Regions from separate parts of the Astyanax mexicanus genome. Here region 2 is linked to region 1. Evidence: chromatin contacts called from public Hi-C data. All regions are on one chromosome and are shown on one strand. Each heading gives the region's core, a stretch centred on a gene start, on an enhancer-like site or on the middle of the called end of the contact. The rest is flanking DNA. Distances are from core to core; before and after follow the strand shown. Region 1 has its middle 22 kb from the start of LOC111190556. Region 2 has its middle 21 kb from the start of LOC111190039.

What was found. Hi-C and Micro-C count contacts between places; a contact is called where the count stands out from the background.
Region 2: a contact with region 1 is called in a Hi-C map of muscle, with 14 times the contacts expected there. The contact joins two enhancer-like sites. A contact is called at or near these places in 2 of 3 Hi-C or Micro-C datasets (blood and muscle).

What each region holds. Positions count from the first base shown.
Region 1 is chr22:9,988,271-9,992,781 of AstMex3_surface, forward strand. No RefSeq gene overlaps it. Among protein-coding and RNA genes, the nearest start is that of LOC111190556, 22 kb to the right of the region's middle. Within about 2 kb of position 2,516, the one cell type or tissue checked has an H3K27ac peak away from gene starts, as active enhancers do.
Region 2 is chr22:10,059,848-10,063,736 of AstMex3_surface, forward strand. No RefSeq gene overlaps it. Among protein-coding and RNA genes, the nearest start is that of LOC111190039, 21 kb to the left of the region's middle. Within about 2 kb of position 1,679, the one cell type or tissue checked has an H3K27ac peak away from gene starts, as active enhancers do.

The DNA of each region.
Region 1 (4,511 bases), core at 1,266-3,765:
AGCTGATTTACTGGTTGCTGAGGTGGTGCTGGAGTTACAGCCAGGAGTATAAAAGAGTATAAAAGAGTTAAAAGAGTTTAACGTTTGAAAATAATGACATTTTTAAGTATTAAAATGTATCAGTACATTTGGATTGTTATAAATTGTCTTTGGTACTTAAATATTTAAAATTGTTCTTTGTTTAGGAAATAATACATAATTTTCAGTACTAAAATTATGAAACATTTTTAAATAATGATTTTGCTCAAATATGGATATATGAAAATGCTCCATATAAACCCATTCATTCATTTTGTACTCACTCGGAGCGCCCTCTGGTGGTCCGGAAAAGAAAAAAAGATGTCTCGAGAGACATTTTTATAAGATAAGATAAGATAAGATAATCCTTTATTAATTTACAATGTTACAGCAGTACAGAGGAAAGGACAGAGAAACAGGTCAGGTTTATAAAAATATAAGGTTTCAGTATAAAAATACTTAATATAAACTTTGGATTTACTGAATCCATTCATTTTGAACTCCCTCGAAATCGCCCTCTAGTGGTCCAGCAAACCCGAAATCTATTCTGAAGTGGATATTCTCCTCCTTACAGACTCTTTGTTTTCATCAGAAAATTACTGCACACCACTAGAGGGAGGTCAATGAGTCCTCAATAAATGGGGGTAAACGGCTAATAACTTCTTTGATAATTAATTAAAAAAATAATAATTTCAGAAATAAATATTAAAGTATTTCCCTATAAAAGCAAAGTAAAATTTACTTGCTTATTTATGTTTTTCTACAGTAAGTGTTTTTTAGGCAGTAAAGAGGCTAGCATTACTGCTACTGTGAGCTGATTGGTTGGTGAGTTGATGATGATAAAAATTCAGTACTGAAATAAGAAATATTGTTCTGTGTTTAGGAAATTATCAAAAATGTGGAATTGTAAAATTATGAAACATTAATGAAATTATGACTTTAATAGAATGATTCTACTGATTTTTTATTATGGAAAGTAGAAGATGCAAAAATAAAATTAACTTAATTTTTCCATTTTCTAGTGTAGACAGGGTTTAGGCAATAGATGTGTTCCACTGCTTAAACAACATTGAAGGTTAATAAATGGAGTTTTAAAGCTTTAAAGGTAATTTGTGCTGTACTGAAATATTTAATAATGTTCTATGTTGAGGAAATTAGAAAATATTTCAGTATAAAAAATATCAGACATTAATAAACTATCATTTTTCTCAAGTGCTCCAAATAAATCCATTCCCCAAAACACATTGTTAAGTTGGTATTCTCCTCTCTATTAGAGATAGAGATCACCCCAAATCACCTTGATGTTCCAAAATGCTAATAGGAAAAAGCTGACAAAAGACTGACAAGTGAAAGTTTACATATTAGACACTGTGAAGCATGGTGCAGGGAGCATCATGATTTCCAATAAAGAACAAAGTTCTGTCAGATTAGGACACTCCTGCAAAAGAGAAGACTGTATATAAAACACTCATCTTCTGTTCAACTCTCTTAAACTCTATAGAGTTAAAATCTTGTTGTTGAAATAAGACATTTATAGAACAATAAATTAATTTTGGACATCTGGCATAGAGCTGAATATAGTTCTAACTGAAACGAGGGGTCATGTTATTTCTTTTCTATTCTTTTGTTTATTTATTACTGCACTGTAGATATAGCCTGTCAGTGTTCTGGTGTATTATCTAATCCTTTTTTCTATAATAACAATATTTAATTGATTTAAATTAACTTATAAGAACTTAAGTGGCATCTAATGCTATAAATGAACTATTTAGAACATCAACCACCAGAGTGCAGCAAAGGCCAGAGATGAGAAAACAGCCGAGCAAAGAAAGAGAAACTGCAATAAAAACACTAAAATCCAAAATATTTTGAGAATGTGATTAAACATGTGTTCAATTTTTTTTATTCAGTAGAGATTTCACCACTGTTTTCTAATAAAGCTGAAGGGGTAATTAGTGGATGGTTATGGTATGAAGTGATCTGATTGGTTCAGAGCATGTTTTAGCCTCAAAACACCAGCAAAACAAACAGGAACCCAGTATTTACCAGTAAAAACTCAAATTACATCTCTGTAATTCAGTTTATACTAGTTTACAGTAGCTATTAAATATTTATTAGTAATTATATCAGATGTACATATTTATAAATAAATCCATTTTTACTATTTATATTACCAGGAGCACTTATGCTTAATGTAATTCTGAGTATTCACATATTACCATTGTTTTACAAGGTATTCTACTTTCTCTTATCTGTATTTATTTTGTATGAATAAGACTTCATTACTTATTAGGTAATAATTACTTTATTACTAGTAAAACTAGTTATTATAGAGATCTGTTATTAAAGTGGGATTTGAGAGTTTGTGAACCCTTTAGAATTTTTTATATTTCTTCATAAATATGAGCTCAAACATCAGTCTTAAAAATATATTGTGTATATATTGTGATGATTGACTTGAGGTACGCTTACTTTTTAACTTACAAATATGTAATATTGGATAATTTTCCACAATAAATAAAAGAGCATTTATACTATTTTTGTCTTATATTTGTGTCTTTATCAATTTTTAAGACGTGTTTGAAAATCTGATTATATTTTTGCTCATATTTATGCAAAAATATAGAAATTTCAAAAAAAGTGTTCACAAACGTTTAAGCACCACTGTATTTTATATTTAACTAGTAGTAATAGTGATATTATCTATTATCTATTATTTCTATAGTGTGAGATTATCACTATTAGTGCTGCTGCTGGATTTCCTGTAAATCATGTGACTGTGAATCATGTGTAAGTGAGCAGGTCTGAGATCAGCAGACTGTAAAGCAGAACTATGTAGGAGTAAACAGATTAAACCCAGCGCAGATAAAGCGACAGTACAGCAGATCTCACACACAACACTGTAATATTATCATAAGAAAAGGTGGGCAGTGCTCTCTGAACTTCAGCCCCCTCTTCACCTCTCCTGTTCATTAATAGCTGAAATGTTTTCTTCTGAAGTAATAAAATATACCAGTCCTGCTTTTTAAAAAATAAAACATTTTTGTTTTTTAAAAAACACTTTTATTTTGGACATTTCTGCCTCTGCATCACGTTCCATGTAGTTTGGTACGCTGACACTCACAATCAGCTCTAAACCCATACATCACCCAGTGCCCCTCCCAAACTGCTCCACCCATTTTTAGCCTTTTTCAAATTTGAGCTGAGGGTGGAGGCAGCTACAATTAATGTTTAGTGTTTAGGAGTTTAGTTACACTTTAATATAACTCACCACATTACTGGCAAAGGGACCGGGTTGGATATATAGGACATGTCCCACTGAATATTGGAAAAATGTTTTTCTTTATTTATTTATTTAATTTATTTTCTACACTGCAGATTAAACTTAAACACAAAAATAAAGTAACAGACTTGCATTAATTCCAGCATTTTCAGACGAACCAAACATATATTTACACTGTTGTATACAGAAACCTGGAACATTTCGTAGACTGAAAATATGGTCCAGTGTAAAACTGTTTTTTTTTAACAGTTTTTGTTAATTTTAATCTTAATTTATGGTATTGTTTAACTCAGTAAATCAGTAAACTAGCTAATTTAAAATCTTTAAAAGCATGTACAATCTGGGAAATAAAAACATTAAGGAGATTTAAGAGGATTTAAGGCACTTTAAGACAATTAAGTATCCATACTATAGTCATAGTAGGTCCTCACTGTCAGAAAATCAGAAAACAGGCCTGGATATTTTATGGTCCAGGGGTCATATCTGGACCTTTACCTTTCTATAACCAGCCCTTAGCATAGAAAATCTGAACCAGGCTTTTCTGCACTTGTTCAAACCCAAAAAAGACTAGATTTCTCTCATTAAACATGAAAAAAAAATGTACAAACAGCAAATAAGGTAATTAGACTATAAACCAAATAGCTATAGTGCTTTTATTTTTGAATTTAGAAATGCTTATGCTGGTCTTTACTGTTTGTGTGAATATTGATTAATATACCTGCTTCACATTTTTATTAATGTCTAATCTCACCAGAAATAGCTTATCAAAACCAGATAATTACTGTGTTTTTAACGATATCAAATTAACATTGAGCCAAATTAAGGTGAATCTGTTGGCCTGGCCCTCCAAAATAGTCCCAATGTATTATGTGGCAGCTTGGGGAAATGAATTGCCCTACTCTGGTCTAAACAGCATTTATAATACGGGTTAAAAAATGTAAATCTGGCAACCCTGTAAGACTCCCGCCCACACCCATATAAACACCAGCCTCCAGCCAATCACAGTTCAGAACACTGCAGCGTCACGCGTTACTCGGAGAAAATGACCTCATTTCAAAACCGAAAGTATTTTCTGCACTTGTTTATCATTATTATAATTATAATACTAAAATAAAGCACGAGATCAGCTGGAAGATCAATACTGAAACAGAACTTCACCAATAACCCTATCAAATTATTATAAAGGAAATATATAAATATAAAAATATTT
Region 2 (3,889 bases), core at 429-2,928, 71 kb after region 1:
GACAGGCCAAGTTCCGAATTAAGGACGTTAAGCTCTTTTTAGCTGCTCCGGTTTTTGTGGTGCTGCTGCTTTTGGTGAAGCTTTAACGGTCATTAGATTGTTGTTTTTGTCCGTTATTTTGTTTTGTTTATATATACATATTTCCTTTGAGTGCGGCTTGGTTTGTTTAATTTCATCCCCAGTTTTTCCATTTTTTCCGTTTTTTTCAGTATTACAAGTTTTAATAATTTTCTTTGGTTCTGTGGAGAATTTTGTTTTGTTTTTTTGAAATTCGTTAGATTGTCAACATTTTGGGTTTATTTTCGTTTGTTATTTTTCTAATAATAATAGTAAATGCATAATTGATTTCCTTTTTTTTTGACGGGCGAATAATAAAAAGTAACGCATAGTTACTTTTACTGGTAACTAGTTACTTTTATAGTGGAGTAACTCCGTTAGTAACTCAGTTACTTTTTTGGAGAAGTAACGAGTAACTATAACTAATTACTTTTTCAAAGTAACGTGCCCAACACTGTTCAGCTGGTGTTGCTGATATATTCATGTGGTTTAAATTGTGTTGCTATAGGTGATTGCTAGTTAGTTGCTAAGGTGTTGCTAGGAATAAAATGGAATGTTTGCAATTAAATATTCCACCCTTCATTCCTACAGGTGGAAATTCGTATGACAATTTTACAAACCCACTCATTATTAACACACTTTATTCTGTTATTAATGTTCTATTTTCCCTTTTCATTGTTAATGTTCTCTTTAATGTGCTCTTTCAGCCAATGAAATCAGAGGAAAATGCTGAGCATCACCGGTTGCTATGTAGAAAAGAACACAGCAGGTTTGAGAATATCTGCCCCGAGGAAATGAATACTATACTGTTGAGCACATGGGCTCTGGCGACAAACAACACTATGAATTTCTCATTTAAAGCTGAATAGTGTTTTATTTAGCTTTATTTTGTGAGCTGAACTCTTTAGGACAGTTTCCCAGACAGGGGTTAAACCTAGTCTTGGAATAAACAACATTATAAATGGAAATTTCCTATTCAAAATAAAATATACTGTATGACTAGGCGTTATCCCTAAACCCTAGGCTTAATCTAGAAAACTGACCAAGTAAAATAGTGCGATATCTCATCATTATGGGTTTTTTGAGGCATTAAAATGGTTACACTTCTGATTTTGATGAGAATTACGATGATATGGGTGGAGATATTTTTTAAACTAACAGATATACTTTATTAGAGTGGATGTTTCCAATAAAACAGTCATTTTGCACTTATTAGTAGAATAAAATGAATTACAAAACTTTTTATTATAATTATTATTAGTAGTAGTAGTATAATCTCTTTACAAATTTAAATCTGAGGTTAAATTAGTTTTGTTTATTTGTCAAACTGACTGCATGGTCACACATGCTTATTACCTACAGCTACCATTCAAAAATACCCTAAGAAACAAATGTTAAACTGGGATTTCCACCTGAATTCTTTTCACACAGCCCTCCTTAGTTCATTATCTGATGAGTTAAATCAGGAGGAAGCTACAGTCTGCAGTGTTTTTGCCGCCAGAACTGCACCTGACTCATGCTGTCTAAACTCCAAAACAGTTTTCTTAAAGTAACAGAACCCAGTAAACAATAGATAATACTGAGCAGCGTGTACATATAAACATTATATCAGTCTAAAAAACATCACAAATCCACTTATTATTAACACACACAACTTAACACTAAGAGACAGAACACAGTTTCTGTAAGAGTTTAAACACGTTATTCTGTATTGTTATTAATGTTCCTATCTCAGCCAATAAGATTAGAGGAAAATGCTGAGCATCACTGGTTGCTATGTAGAAAACAACACAGCAGGTTTGAGAAGATCTTCACAAAGGAAATGAAAACTATACTGTTGAGCACATGAGCTCTCCTGATTATGAAACTCAGCTAAACTCATATAAGATAAGTGTAAGATCTCCAGATTTGGCAAGTAATTGGAGGATAAATACTTTGTTATTGTCCTTACACTGCAAAATAATTGTTATATTATATTATTATATTGAATATTGTTATATTAACAATACGTAAAAATGGAAAAATAAAATATACATGAAAAGTGAAATTAACTTATTTCAAAGCTATAAATCTTATTTTTTGTCTGATAAGAATCACTTAGAATTTTTACTTCATTTTAAATTATTTGACTCAAAATAAGCAGAAACAGTCAAGCTATTCTGATTTTTGTGTCCAAATTTAAGACAAAAATTTATTTATTTTTGGCTTGATTTAAGTCTTTACTTCACAACACCTTTTAACTTCATTTCTCTCCAGTACTGTCTGTGTATGCAGGAGCTATTGGACAACAGTTTGGGTGATTTCTTATTTTAAGAAATCATGCTTGGAAAAAAAAAAGCAGATTTTTTTGCTTACTATAAGATATACATCTCAATGAACATATAACATATTGTATTTTATTGCAGTGTATCTGCCTCTGTTTTTAATGGTCAAACTTTTTAATGGTTGAAAAGATGATCCAAAGCTTATAAAATGATTTAATGTACTAAAGAAATGACCTAGGAACCCCAAACTTCATTCATTTAATAATCTTCATGTAAGTACTATATAATACTGAAAGGATGAACCTGTGATCCACAAAAAAATAGTCATAAATTTCACATCTGATACAGGAGGTGTTTTTTTGTGGTTGTAAATGTTTGCTGCATTCTAGGAGGTTGTTCATCATATAACTCATATAACTCTGCAATAGGAAGTCCCCTAGGACTTCTTACTTCTTACTATATCTTATCTTATCTTAAAGGTGGAGAAAGAAAGGAATAGTGAAATTAAGAAATGTTCTTTCTCAAAAGAAATGAAGAGAAAAAATATAGTATTAAGGGTTAAATATAATCTTTGCTCACTTCAGATATATACATCTTATAGTCTGATTTTTATTAAGAGTGTTTGTGTAATACCGGATAGGTAAAGTAATCTGTTATTAAGTGTGTTTAGGCTTCTCTGGAGGAGAAAGGAAAATATATAATGTGTGTGTGTGTGGGGGGGGGTTATGTGAGGACACACAGAGATAGTGCTGAGTGGTGACTCTTCACACTTCTGATTTTGTAAGAGTATTCCACTCTATCAAACACACACAAACACACTACTAAACTATTATAAAAATCATCTTTTGATGTTTCTGTGCTTTTATTATTCATCTGTTTATCCCCATCATAAAACTCCTGACCTATAAACTCTACAGCACAGGGTAAAGTCCGTAAACCGTTCGGCTCTGTGTGGTAAATAAATCATGCCAGGCCTGTTTGGCAGAGCAGGATGGAAAGTCCCTTCAGATCTGAGCAAACACACACACACACACACACACACACACACACACATTCCTACACAAATACTTTCGGTTTGTTAAATGGTAGAACAGCTCCATCCACTGGCACTATTTACTTTCATTCACAGACTGATTTTTTTCATAAGATCTATGCTCTATATTTTGTATAACCCGTAACATAATCTCTTATTATTCTATTTTTTACCCCAAATTGATCTTGAAGCAGTTATTAAAGTTAAAAAGCAAACCTCTCCAATTTTTAAGAATATAACATTTCTTTTAGTATTTAATACATTTTTGTAAAAGCCGTGGCACTTTTCTACCATGCACTACAACAAAGGGATCCACAAGACAATCAGCAGGACCCATATCTGTTAGATATTTAAAAATATATATATAAGGGCTTAAAGTGGTCAAGCTGTCTAAGTGGGCTGTTACTATGATCAGGTTCGAATCCTGTTCATACAGCTTGCCATCAGCTACCGGAGCCCTGAGAGAGCACAGTTGGTTTCTCTCTCTCTGGGTGGGTACAGTACAGTAGATGGCGCTCTTTTTCCCCTCATCACT